2 separate regions of the Sus scrofa genome follow, and region 1 is linked to region 2. A link is a contact called in public HiChIP or PLAC-seq data. All regions are on one chromosome and are shown on one strand. Each heading gives the region's core, a stretch centred on a gene start, on an enhancer-like site or on the middle of the called end of the contact. The rest is flanking DNA. Distances are from core to core; before and after follow the strand shown.

What was found. HiChIP or PLAC-seq counts read pairs in DNA pulled down with a chosen protein or histone mark.
Region 1: an H3K27ac HiChIP or PLAC-seq map of alveolar macrophages shows a contact between it and region 2. The contact joins the promoter of TXNDC12 here to the promoter of ZYG11B in region 2. A contact is called at or near these places in 1 of 47 Hi-C or Micro-C datasets (skeletal muscle) and 1 of 2 datasets of contacts at active chromatin or transcription factors (alveolar macrophages).

What each region holds. Positions count from the first base shown.
Region 1 is chr6:160,134,772-160,142,198 of Sscrofa11.1, forward strand. It overlaps TXNDC12 (thioredoxin domain-containing protein 12), which reads left to right and starts at 1,973. Exons shown (of 8, transcript XM_021096661.1): 1 at 1,973-2,209; 2 at 2,336-2,717. The coding sequence starts at 2,624. BTF3L4 (transcription factor BTF3 homolog 4) reads right to left here and starts at 1,436. Exons shown (of 6, transcript XM_021096654.1): 1 at 1,316-1,436.
Region 2 is chr6:159,476,123-159,483,209 of Sscrofa11.1, forward strand. ZYG11B (protein zyg-11 homolog B) reads right to left here and starts at 4,495. Exons shown (of 14, transcript XM_021096631.1): 1 at 4,253-4,495. The coding sequence starts at 4,282.

The sequences.
Region 1 (7,427 bases), core at 723-3,222, 660 kb after region 2:
AAGAAGAAATGTCAAGCTCAGAATCTGGACTAGACCTCAGAGATCACCTGCTTTAACTCCCCATTCCTCAAGCAATCTTTACTTTCTTGTACCCATTATTCCCGTCTTGAACGTGTGGCAAATACTTGCAAGCAGCAGCAGGGTATAAATTAGAAAAAAATAAAACAGCTCACCTCTTTCCCAATTTAATAATTTGGAAAATGAGGGCCCAGAACGGAGAAGTCACTTCCTAAGGCCATATAATTAGTGAATTCTTCCTTGGGGATCCTAGCATCTTTTCGCCCTTTCCTCAAGGATTCAAGAAAGGGTGTAAATAATTAAGTTATAATTAATATTTACTGAGTGCCTAAATTCCAAGCATTATGGTAGGCACTTTCAATGACATCATATTTACAGAGATAAAACAATTTCAATCTTTAATCCTGACTTTTTATTATGAAGGGTTACTCTATAAGAGAGGCACAGGCTTTGGAATCCGAAGGATCAAGGTTTTTCCACTTAGGGCTTCAGAAAGTTCTTTTACTTCTCTGAACTTGTATTCCTTCCTATTAGAAAAAGTGTAACAACACATACTTCACAGCTGTTTTACGGGTTAAACATTAAGTAATCAAGTACCGGGTATGGCTCAAGCAGATACTCAAAAACTGGTAACTATTGTTACCATTGCCCAAGGTACAGACATAGTATAGTGAAAGAACGTGGGAACAGAAATTGAAACCGCAATTCACTAGCTTTGTAACACTGCCTGTCGGTCAATCATCAACTTCCTGACAGCCTACTATGCATCACGCAGTGGGATGGGGCTACAAGGATGGGCAAGGCAATGTCTCGGAGAGGGTGGCACACTTGTAAACAAATACTGCCATTACGAGGTGAAGAGCGCAGCAATGGAATTTGGTTGGGGGCGGGGGCTGCTAACCTCGGTTTCCCTATCTGTCGAGTGGGAGGATCAAATGAGATGACAGCAGATAGGCTGTACAAAGCTCAAAGCTCAAGCCTTATTGCTGTGAATAATGAAGAGTAACAGGGCAGAGGCGGGGGACCACCTGCCACCTGGGCCTGGACCTGGGCTGCAACAACGCGGGCCCGCGAGCCCCGACAGAAAGCGGTGGTGCTGGGGACCTTCCCTCAGGTGCCGACCCCCAGCTGCGCCGCCGCTAACCGACAGGCCAAGACAGCCGCCTCCGCCCCCACTCGGCGCGCCACCGCGGAAGTGGCAGCCCGATCGGTTGGCGGGTGTCGGTAGAAAAGGGCGGGGGGAGACCGTGCGCGGCGGCCTATGGCCGTGGAGTGGCGGGACCGCCGGGGGTCTCACCTGAAGCAGGGAGGGTCCTCCAACACCAGCACGCGGCAAGAGCAAGATGGCTGCCTCAGTCGAGACAGAGAAAGACGAAGGCAGCCGCGGCGGCGGGAGTGGAGCCCACGTGACACACCCGGCCCCGCCTCTCTCTCGCCGGAGCAGCCTATCCTGGAAGCTCATATACAAACTACAAAGCCCAGGCTGCTCTGCGCTTCCCAACAGAAACGCGGCAGGTGCAGACCGCCGCGCTGCTTTCTGGAGCTTGCAGTCTCCTGGGCGTCCCATTGTGTCCGTGCCTGCAGTTTATAGGAAGCCTAATAAAAAGGCAATGGGTATTTTTGTTTGGGTGTATACTTTTGTCGAATGCTTCGCTAGGTATTAAGTACGCACTGTCGGACTCAACTAGAGTGGAGACTCGGAGAGACGGGAAATTTTGAGCCGTTTTTTATGCCTCAAGAGAGGAAAATCGAGAAATAACCCACAAAGTTTAAAAACAACAAAAACAAATACATTTAATCAGAAGAAGCTTCACACTTTAAGTGCCTGCAGTGACTTATGCCCCAGTGCCCCGCAGAGCTAGGTCAGATTTGCAGTAAGAAATCACAAGTTTGGTTTTCTCGGAGCTTGCATCAGTTGGTTGCATCATCCCTGAATGGAAGAATTTAGCTTACAAGGAATAAAAAATAAGGTCCAGTGTTTCTTCTCCAACCGTAAGGGACATTCTTGCAGGCACAAGACTGCACCGCAGAACAGGTTTGCCAGGTCTTCTCGAGACCCGAGCAGGAACTTAAGAATGAAATCCGGTTATCTGTCTTTTTTATTTGCGGAGGGGGATGGGGTACCTGAAACCAATGGGCAACCAGCCCAACAGTTGGGAGAGGCTGACTTCACCGATCAATAATTTGCGTAGTGAGTATTAAGTGCAGCGGTTCTTGGTGGGGGGAGGGGCTAGCCTGAAGGCGGACGCCACCAGCAACGGTTCTCCCGAGTCTCCTCCCCACCCGCCCACTATCTCGGCCCATCTTTTCTCTCTAGGTCCTCGGACGGAATGTCCAGAACCGTGGGGAAGCAACTACCGCTCGAAAGCAACGCCTGCAACCTTCTACGTGATCTGCACCTTTAAACTCAGTCCCAGACCGGACCCCGGAGGCACCACCCACATCCGTCTAACATCACTTCCTTCAGGGTTAGGGGAAAAAAAAAAAAAAAAAATCTGGGAAAGCGAGGGGTTGGGCTGAGCCGCACTTGGGATACCGCGCGGACCATCTGCTAGGACTCGGGCCCGGCGTCTGCTCAGCCCAGGGGCCCCGCGGACTTACCACCATGGAACCGCGGCCTCGTCTCGGGGCCACCTGTTTGCTGGGCTTCAGTTTCCTGCTCCTCGTCTCTTCTGATGGACATGTTGGGCTTGGAAAGGGTCAGACCGCGTTCTTATCTTAATCTTTACTCATTCTGGGCCCCAGCCCAGTACAACCCTCTCCTTGTCCTAACACGATCCCCTTCCCATTCTGTCTCTGGCCACCCTAGATTTCTTTTTATCCTCTCCAACTGCTCCTGGAGTTTGAGGAAGATCTCTTGGGGTAGGGAGTAGCGGTTCTGGGGAATATTGAGTTGGGGAAGTTGTACTTGAGGCCTCCCTAAATGCTTGGGTTGGGGTAAGGAATGACCCGTATATTAGGAAAAGCATGTTTAAGAAACCAGCTTAGTGTCTAGCACTTGGTGGGTCCTCAGACATCCGTCACCGTTCCTCAGGGTGGACTTTCATATTTGGATTCTTTTCGTGGGTCTGAAGATTCCGCTCCTCACCTCTTACCTGAAGAGCTAGATTACTGCCTCCAGACCTGGAGGGAACAGAACCTGCACCCAGGGAGGGTGACTGGGTGCATAAGGAAGGGCCATATAAAGGGTCGAAGGTCTGATGTTAGAGGGTCACCAACAGTTGTCCTCGGTGTGGTTCAGTGTAATTGAAGAAAATGGTTTTTTTGGAAGAATGAGGGACAGTGGTTACCAATGGAGAATAAGAGGTGTTCCCTACTGCATTTATCCCACTACCTACATCTTTATTGGAGATCAGGGTTTATGCTTTTTCTAAGTGGGTGTGATAGTATGTATTTCCCTCTTCTTACTTTTTTTTTTTGACCTGACCTTACCATGTGGAATATCTCTGCTGCAATCTCGCTGTTTTTAATTTTGTTTTATCCTCCCTATTTGCACCTTTATTGGTGGGTGATGAGATTGAGTGGACATTCAGTGTGCCTGAATGCAGTCATTCCTTCACTCAGTAAGTAATTTTTGATCACCTCCCATAATCCAGGTACTGTCCTAGGCACTAGGGATATGGCAATGGACGGGACAGATAAGGTTCCTGCTCTCATGAAGCTTATATTCAGTTCAGAGAGACAGGGAGCAGACACATGAACAAATTAATAGGCAAGATAATTTCAGCTAGGAATGAATGCTGGGAAGAAAATGAAACCGATGGAGTGGAAAGACTGGGGAAGGATGAAGGAGCTGGCATTCCTTGAGCTAGGAAGATCGGGGGAAGCTTCTCTGAGATATATGGGTTTCCATCTCAGTGGTGAAACTGCAAAGTGAATTCGATTGGGCCAGAATGTTTTAAGTACTGAAAATCCCATTTTAAGACAGAGTACTGAATATGTAATGTAAAATTATAAATACTGAAGGAGACAGAAGTGTATAGTGCTAGGAATGTAGGTTTAGATTTGAGTTTTAATTTATTCTGACGCTAACCAGCTGAGAGACCTAGGGCAAGTTGCTAAATTTCTCAAAGCTCAATTCCCTTATCTGCAAAAGGAGCATAACAACTACATCAGACGCTCTACAAATAATTTACCCTATTCCAGTTAACTGTGTTAGGTGTAGGCAATATCTTGGAGTTGCATATTCAGTATTTTTATTCCTTGTTAGACTGTAAGCTATGTTCCATTTACCACTGCTGCATGATAAAACACCCCCAAATTTAGTGGTGTAGAGAAATCATTTTATGGAGTTCCCTGGTGGTTCAGCTCATTAAGGATCCAGCATTGTCACTGCAGTGGCTCAGGTCACTGCTGTGGTGCAGGTTCCCCTGGAACTTTGCCACAGATGCAGCCAGCGAAAAAAAAAAAAGGGGGATTTTTTTGTTATGCTTATGATTCTGTGGGCCAAGAATTCAAACAAGGCACGGTGGGGAAGGTGTATCTCTTGGTTCAAAGTCTAAAGCCTCAGTTGACCTGGTTATCTCCATGTGGTCTGTCTTCATGGGCTAGTGTGGGCATCCGTACTGTATGACAGCTGGATTCCAAGAGAGAGCACCCTAAGAAAACAAGGTAGAAATGCATTGTATTTTTGTCATCTAGCTGTACAAGTCACACAGCATCATTTCTGTTATACTCTATGGGCATGTTCAAGGGGAAGGGACATTAACACACACACCCCCCATTCCCCATGGAAGGAATGTTTATGTCACATGGTAAAAACAGCATGTGGAATGGGGGATATTATTGCAACCGTCTTTGGAAAGTATAGTCTGCCCCAGTAAGCTAGGACCATTTCTTATTCATGTTCAGGAATATTTGTTGAAAGAAGAAATGAATGGTACACATGATCATTGAGATCCCTGTCTTTTTTCAGCTTATAGTCTGAAGACTGTCAAGACAAGTAAGCAGGCAAGTACATAACACTGTGATATGTATGTACTGTGAACAGGGAAATAGCAGGTAACTGTAGGAACGTGTACACGGCAACAGAGTTGGGGGGGGCTGTGTTGTGAGGATTAAATGAAAAAACAAAAGGTACTTAATATTGTGTTGCAAACTTAGAAAGTATTTATTCGATGTTTATTATTATATCCTCCCAAGGAAGAATATTTTAATTGTTCCTGAAAAGAGTTGAGTTAATACTATTTCAAACTTTTTTTTTTTGTATCTTCTGGGTATGAATTCTTGGGAAGTAGATTATAGCCCACCCAACCCACCTCCCCAAAAAGTGCTACCCAGAGCAGTAATGAGTAAGATGTTTAAGTAGCTCTGAAGATGACCTGTGCTTTGCAGAGAGGAGATACTGAATGATCTACTCTCTTCATTAAGAAGAGAAAGTGCAACGGTGTGGTATGAGCAGCAGATAACAATCAAGAGACCTGAGTTTTGATTCTGATCAGACTGTACAGCCAGCTCTTATCTTCCCTGGGAAGCATTTATTACATGAGAGAGTTGGACTAGAAATGATTGCTAAGAGTCCTTCCAGCTCTAACGTTCTAGAGTTCTAAAACAATTTTGTTGTTCTTGGTGTGCTAAAAATGTGGAATATATCACCTGCGGGGAGATGTGTAATGATTAACATTTACTGTACATTTGCTATATTCCAGAAACTGTTCTGTGCGTTTGTCGTATATTGACTGGCTTAATCCTCATAATAACCCTCTGAGATAGAGAATATTTTTTTATCATCATCCCCATTTCACAGATGAAAAACCTAAAATTGGGCACAGTAGTCACACAGCTAGTGAGTGGACCAGCTGAGTTGTGCATCTCAGAGCCTGTGCTCCCAACCCATACACCACTCCTGCCCTGAGTACAGACACTATTTTGAAGACTTTAAAGGAGAAATGAAAAAGTTGTCAGCGGGAATAGTTCATATGCTCTCCTGCCTGAAACAGAAATAGAGGACTTTATCAAGTCTCCAGAATAAAACTTTGACCCATATAGAATATGTACCTTCCATACTGTGTTCTGTTCACATTCACAACAACCCTCTGGGATAGATAGTTTTGTTAGTCATGTTGTGTATATGTGGAAACAGCAAGTGGCCGACTAGATCTGTTTGATGCAGACAGACTTTGTTTAGCCACTGTGTTATTCTACCTCTCAGGTACAGCGTTCCCTGTTTAGAGGCGTGGCTACCAGTTCTGACACTTAACCTTTTGTTTCGTCAGCTGGGAGGGGTGGATGATACTCTTCTGATGTCCTTAGCTTACACTCAGGAAAGCAGTTTTAGGATGAAGGGCTTGGGAATTCTGATGTAAGTGATGTGCTTGCAAATGGTCACTTTCCCCCTTTTAAAATTAATGTTTTAGGGAAGGAGCTGCTGATGTGGGAGCTTTCCCCTCACTTTGCAGATAACTGATGTAAATTAAGCGGCTATGCAGGCGGCACTTTAGGAAATTGGACTGTCTTCAGATGTTCCACGTTGGCAGGGGTGTGAGTGTGGGTGGTATCAGGGAGTAGGTGATTTTAGTAACAAGGTAAACACCGAACCCTTTCAAGTTATTTTTGAAGGGAAACCAAAGGACCCAGGTTTTCTAGATCTGAAATCTGTGTTTCATTCTGCTTTGGTGGAGCCACATTCCTTTATTCATTTTTATCTTTGCTAGAGAGGCAGTGAAGTGTACTGATTGGTTAAATTACAGACCCTGAGGAGTTCTCACTATGGCTCAGTGGTAACGAACCCAGCTAGTACCCATGAGGACACAGGTTTGACCCCTGGCCTTGCTCAGTGGGTTAAGGATCTGCCGTTGCCATGAGCTGTGGTGTAGGTTGCAGATGTGGCTCGGACCTGGCATTGCTGTGACTGTGGTGCAGGCCTGCAGCTATGGCTCTCATTCGACCCCTAGCCTGGGAACTTCCATATGCCAGGTGTGTGTGTGTGTGTGTGTGTGTGTGTGTGTGTGTGTGTGTGTATGGACTCTGGAACTGTACTACCTGAGTGCTAATCCCAGCTCTGCTACTTTCTGGCACTGTAGCCTTGGGCAATATAGTTAACTTCAGCTTCCATATTTGTAAAATGAGGACAATTAGAGTTTCCACCTCCTAAGTTTACTGTGAGGATTAAATGTTAATATATGTAAAAGCATGAAAAACAGTACCTGACATACAATAAATGATATATGAGTTATTAGACCTTAATCATTATCAATACTATCATTGTATTATAATGATCACATAAAGGAAGAACTCAGAAAATGATGGAGGTTATTATTACTCTTATGAAAAATTCCAATGTGCTTTTTTTTTTTTTTTTTGGCTGCAGCATGCAGCAGCTTGATGCAGGATTTCAGTTCCCAGAGCAGGGATTGAACCCAGGCCGCAGCAGTGAAATCACTGAATCCTAACCACTAGACCACCAGGGA
Region 2 (7,087 bases), core at 3,245-5,744:
TACCACAAGGTTAGGGCGAAAGTTCACACATTTCCCTTCCACTCGCACTGAGCAACAACAGCTCTTGCCACTCCACACCATGCTTCATGTGGATTTAGAGTGTTCACCCTCAGAATCTCTTCATTATAATTCCTTCACACCTTTCAAGGGACTCAGGGTTTTTACCATGAGGCCCAAAGTCCTGAGCCTATGATTCAAGGTCCTCCATGATCTGACCCGAGGCTCCCCTAGTCCCACATCCTCCTGTACTCTCACTGCTAGAGCCACTCATTTCCCAGCGTCATGCCTCCTTTGAGCATCTATGCTCAAGTTGGTCCCTTTGCCGAGAATGGCTTTTCTTCCCAAACTCTCAGCCAATAAAACCCACAAGTTAAAACTCCAATTCAAATGCTCCTTCTCAACAAAGCCTTCCTGACTTTCCGATCCTCTCCAAAGTTATTCGCCCATTCGATAAATATTTATTGAGCACGCTGGTATCTCTTGTCTGTTGACAATACAGACATCAAGCAAAAAGAGTAATTATAGAGGTGAAGAGTGCTGAAAAAGGAAAAGGGGTAGGACCAAGGTATGGGATAGTTAGGGATGGCTTATGTAAATGTTAAATTTGCAACATAAGCCAAAACAAACATGGTCTCTACTTTCAAAGAGCTAATACTTACCTCCTTGCTTGCTATGAGGACTGAATGAGGTAAAATATGTAAAGCATTTAAAACAGGGCCTATACACGGAGCTCCTGCTGCGGCATAACACTTAAAGATCCAGTGCTGTCTCTGTGCAGGTGTGGGTGTGATCCCCAGCAGGGTGCAGTGGGTTAAGGAGCTACTTCAGCTATGGTTTGGATTCAGTCCCTGGCTTGGGAACATCCATATGCCATGGGTGTGGCCAAAAAAAAAAAAAAGAAAGAAAGAAAAAAAACCAAACCACTTCCATATCAATGATTTTTACAGTCTGGGGATAAAGATAGACATTAAACAAAAAAATCATAGTAGGATGGAATTCCCGTTGCGGCACAGTGGAAACGAATCCGGCCAGGAACCATGAGGTTGCAGGTTCAATTCCTGGCCTCGTTCAGGGGGTTAAGGATCTGGCGTTGGCATGAGCTGTGGTGTATGTAGGTCACAGGCTTGGATGTGATGTTGAAGTGGCTGTGGCACAGGCCGGCAGCGGTAGCTGTGATTCAACCGCTAGCCTGAGAACCTCCATATGCCCAGCGTGCAGCCCTAAAAAGCCAAAAAAAAAAAAAAAAGCATAGTAGGAAATATAAAATTACACTTGATGTGTAGTCTATGAAAGAGGATTACATAATGGAGGGGTGTTTTAGTTTTAGTTTTTGTTTTAATAGATAGGAGGGCAATTGGGGTTTCCCTGACTTCCTAGAGCTGAGGACTTCAGGACATGCAAAGTTAAGCAGACAAGAGAGAATACCATCACAGGCCATTCATGTGTGCTATTCCTTCCATCTGGTTTTCCACAACACAACTCCTCCACTTTAATCCTTTAGTTTTCTTCCTAAGAGTAAGATCCTCTGGGAAGCCGTCCCTAACTATGCCATACCATTGTCCCGCCATTTTTCCTTTTTAGCATTCTCCACATTTATAATTACTTTTTACTTGATGTCTATATTGTCTGCAGACAAAAGATACAAAAAAGCAGAGACCACATCTGTTTTATTATTTGTAATATCTTCAATGTCAATAGTCAATGGCACTCAAAAGTTGTTAGATGAATAAAAAGGATGCTATCTCAGACCAGTGGTTCTCAAAAGTGTGGTTCACAGATCAGGAGCATCAGGCTGATACGGGTACTTGTTAAAAATGCAAACTCTCAGGCCCTACTCCAAGCCCTAAGAAATCAAACTTTGGAAGTGGCAGACCACAAGCCCTGTACGTAATTCTGATTCATGGTAATGTTTCAGAATCCCTGTCTTAGACATTTCAACTATTCAAAACACAACAATGAAAATTCTGAAAAATATAAAATACAAAGCTTTATAATAATGTTCTGATCTATTTCTTGAATGCCTATTTACATCTATTACATAAGGAAAAATTTTAAAGTAATTTAAAATTACTTAAATTAATAATAAATATAATAATCCTCAACTCATAATAAGCTAATATTTTGCCTTCTCGTCACCTCTCCCATGCATATACATTCACACTGTGTGCATGCATTTTAACAAGTAAGGTAAACTCCAGTTAGTTGGAGGCCAAGTCTAAATCATAATCATGTCTAATGTATCCAGTCTCCTTTCCTACTATACATCCTCATTCCTGTGACCTTCCTGTCACAGAAAGTTAATCCTGTCACCTATAATACACCCTAATTATTTTCTACTCACATTCCCAACAAAGCATTCTTCTCCTTCCCCAAATGATCTATATACATCCTATTCATCTTTCAGGCCCAGCTCAAACGACGCTTTTGCATCCTAAATACCCAGAAAGGAGTTCATAACTTCTCCCTCTGTACTCACACATTCATTCCCACTGGGAAGGCTAACACTTCCAAAAAGCTAGCCACTTAGTGTCTTTGGTGAGGCAGCTCTTTATTCTGAAGAGGAGATCATCGCATCTTACTAAGTTTCCTTTTCTCACCAAAAATAAGATTCTCAAATTCACTCTTTCTGTGTAAGTCCACCAGTGGACTCAAAATTCAGTTTAAGATCTTATTTGTCAGATAGGAAAATGAGACCATAAGGTGAAATCATTCAAGTACCTACTTGGCCTGGGCCCTGGGAATAAGAGAATTAAATAAGGCACAGCTGCTGCCTAGATGAACTCACATTTCAGGAGAAGAAACAGGTTAACAGACAATGACAGTGTGATGGGTTGTGAATGTGAAGGGTTGTTGTAGAGGTAGACGCTGGAGAATGACCACCTAAAAATGCAGAGTCAGTGAGTTAGGGAAAGTTCGCAGATTAAATAACTTTATAATAAACCACTTTCCGAAAAAACAGGGGAAAAAAACAGAAATTGACCAGCCTCCTAGAAGAATATGATTACCAGGACTTAGTTGGAACTAGAATGTCTTATTCCTCCCAGAGACCAAAATCTAGATTGCTGTATATGATGGAGCAATGAGTTCATTAAAGGAACTGCAAACCATGTGTAACCCAACTCAATGAAAATCGCACTGAAGCCTCAACCTATTTTGAAACAGGAAGGAGAGAGGAAATTTGCAAATGTAAGGGTTTCCCAGCTAAAAGCAGAAAGGGCAAAACAAAAGAAGATAATAGAAGGTATTAAAGAGACTGTCATATCTGACTGCCAAACTGATCTGGGTTATTCAGATGCCCTGGTCTCTGCCTCCAAACAAAAACAAACCATTTGTTATGAGTAACAGGAAAGACTGTACATAAATGCTTTCAAATTTCTCAAACGGTACCTTCACATTAAAAGATGCTCAAAATAAAAATACATTCGAAAACACTTTAAGTTATTTCTGCCCAAAGGCGAGATATCTCATAAGACCATAGTATGCAGGGTGGCCCTCACCCCATGCCTCACTCGATCGCTCCAAAACACACTATCACTCAGGTTTTGCAATGACATTAGGAAATAAGGCTTGCAGGCTCTCTCGAAGCACCGCCAAACTCCCCCTTCCCTCTGCAAAAAAAAAAAGAAAAGGAAGAAAAAAGCCTAAGAATCTCTATCTGCCCGCCCTACAGCTCTTGGGAAGCAATCGCCCTCAAATTGTTCCTGTTGAGACCCTTGAATCCCGTAGAAGGAAATGGGGACAGCTGTGAGAGCGGGGAAGCGAGGACATCCGATAAGGGGGAGAGGAAATGTGGATGGTGGAGGACGAAGGGGAGAAAGGAGAGGGCAGTGGAGATAAAATGGTGAAAGGGGGTAAGAAGCGAGAGCAAGGAGCAGGAGCGAAAAAGAGGGAGGAAAAGAAGGGAAGGCGTAGAGATCCCAAAAGAGAGAACAAGGCAAAATGGTACAGAAGAAAAAGAAGGTCGGGTTAAAGGACAAGGAGGGGGCGGCAAAGGGGACCGCGAAAGAGGCTGTCACTGGGGGTGATTTTTAAAAAGGGTGTCACCGGGATGGAGAGAGATTAAGGGGGGGGGGGTTGTCACCACGGCAGGTGGCCGGAGACCAAGGGGAAGGAGGAGTGGGTCACCAAAGGGGAGGTAACAAGGAGGGGAGGTAAAGGCAGGAGCAGAAGGGGCGTCAAAGCTGGGGAGGGGCAGGCCCGCGGGGGCCAGGGTGGCGGGAGGCTGCGGCTCAGGCAGGCCTCGCTCTCTCACCATGGCTGCGCCGGCCTGGTCCTCTGGCATGCAGCCTCTGTCCTGGGTTCGGCGGCGGGCCGGGCCTGAGCCCGCCCCCAGGCTGAGCCGGCGCGGGGGCTCCAGGAGGCTCCGACGAGCGGCGGCTCCGGGCTCGGCCCAGGCCTCGGCCTCCTCGCCTCGGAAGCTGAAAGTGCAGCAGCCGCAGCCGCAGCCCGATCCCGAGCGCAGACTCCGCCCCCGAGGCTCCGCCCTCGCCCGCAAACACAAGCTCGGCCCCGCCTCCTCCCTCACTGCGCAGACTCGGCCCAGGAGCCCTGGCCACGGCCCCCCCACCGCTCCCCAACCTCCCCACCCCCGCCCGCGCGCCCGACCCCTGGCTTCTCCCCTTCTCAGACCCTTAAAAGAGCCACACGTCTTCAAATAACCAGTGCTTTAAAAACTAGAGATTTAAATATACGTCCTACAGAAGACTAGAGCTGCCATTCGTTTGGGTTGCATACAGACCCCTGTGCTTCTGTTCATTGTCGTTCATTTCTATTGTCATGTATTCTATATATTCATATAGAATATTCATATATTCTCTTAGTGATTTCAATTCTTTTAGATGATTCCTCTAGAGACCTAACTTCTCGGGTTCCTCGCCTCTAGGGATCGCCCTTGCCTCAGCCTCTCATTTCCGTGCTTATACTTTAAATCTGAATTTCAGATAACCCCTCTATAATCTCAATTTCAATCATTCAACTCTCCCACCTCAGCCTCCTTCCTCTCAGGCTCACTTCCTCAAATACCCGACTCCAAAAATTCAACTTTACCAAAACTCAACATCCAGTGCTCCTACTACCTTTCCACTATTCTTCACGGTATCCGATTTCCTTTCATGAACAGCTTAGATTCTACTGTCCATCATCCCTCGGTGTTCACTTTCACTTCTCCAGTCCTTCTTTCCTTTCCTTGTACTCACCTGAGGAAACTCTAATCCTACACCTGCAGCCAAACGGGGTAGAAGGGAGAAAAATCCAAAATCATACTGACTGGCCTCCACCTAGCTTGTTATCATTTTCGTCAAAAAAGCCCTTAACGCTTGGCGATCCTACTGCATTTCTCCAGTTCCATACGCTCTCTCACCTCACTACATAACTGTTTTGTATCTCTCCCTTTAAACCTCCAACACTTCTTCCCTGCTCACTGATGATTTCGCTTCCAATTCATGGTGAAAATGAAGCAAACAGGAGAATATAAGGTCCCACCAGTCACCATTACTTCCAACCCACCTATGACTCTGCTCTGCTTCTAACTCTGCTGCTCTACGCTGCCTTCCTCTCCTTACTACAAATGAGCTATTTGCCTTTTAGCTAAGGTCATACCTTCCGCAATTCTCAAACTGCAAAAAGGCTTGGTTTCCGCCCCCAATCAGCCACAAAACTGTTTTTGTAAAGTGCAATAAAAAGTAATTACTAGAAACATTAAATTTAAAAACAGACATACGAAATGCAAGTCCATATAGACGGATATTGATGCTTTTTTTTTTAATCATCCTAATCATTCTTCAGTGTACAGGTCAGTGACATTAAGTACTTTGTTGTGCTCTCGTCACCACCATCCAGTTCCAGAGCTCTCTCTTTTTTTTTTTTTTTTTTTTTTTGCCTTTTCTAGGGCCACACCTGTGGCACACAGAGGGTCCCAGGCTAGGGGTCCAATTGGAGCTATAGCCACTGGCCCACGCCAAAGCCACAGCAACTCGGGGTCCCAGCTGCGTCTTTGACCTACACCACAGCTCACGGCAACTCCAGATCCTCAACCCACTGAGCGAGGCCAGGGATTGAACCTGCAACCTCATGGTTCCCAGATTCGTTAACCACTGAGCCACGACGGGAACTCCCCCAGAGCTCTTTTCATCCTGCAAAACCAAAACTCTGTACCCACTAAACAATAACTCCTCATTTCCTGCCCCCCAGCCCCTGACAACCGCCATTTTACTTTTTGTCTTTATGAATTTGACTATTCTGGGTTAGTTAGTTTGTTTGTTTTCTTTTGTTTTGTTTTTGCCACCCCCACAGCAAGTGGAAGTTCCGTGGGCTAGAGATCAAATCTGAGCCACCACTGTGACAACACTGGATCCTTGACTTGCTGAGCCACCAAAAAACTCCCAGATCTTTTATTGTTAGATCCGATAGACATAAAATTTTTCCGCCAAATTGCTATAAGTGTTTCTAAATATTTACTCTCAATTTCTGTTACAAACTGGTGGCCAGATTTGTGGACCATCACTAGTATACAGATCACATTTTGAGTAACACAGTGCAAGATCCTGTACTGTTTCACTTTCTCAAAGACGTCTCTCCAGCGATTCTCCCACTCTTGTACATCACGATTTTTTTCTTTCCCAACAGCTTACCAGCATGAATTTATTTCTTCCATCCTAACAAAACCTCTCTTGACTGAGCTTGACTATCCACCTACTACCTCATTTCTCTGCTCCTTTTTTTTTTTCTACAGCAAAATGTCTCAAAAAGTGGCCTGTACTGTGCTTGATATTTTTACTTCCTTTTTCCCATTTTCTGTGGGACCCTGTCCAGGTGAGCTTTCACCTCCACCACTCCACTGAAATGTTCTTGTCAAGGTCACCAGTGACGTCTATTTACTAACTATGATCAATTCTCAGTGTTACTTGACCTACCAAGAGCACTAGACACAGCTGATCAATGCCTCTTCCTTGCCCAGCATGACACTGCCCTCCCCTGATTCTTCTTCTCACTGGCTGCTCTTGTTTTCTCCACATTTCTCCGACCTCAAAATACTGCAGTGCCCCAGGGCCCAATACTTTGACCTCTTACCTTTTCCATTTATACTCAC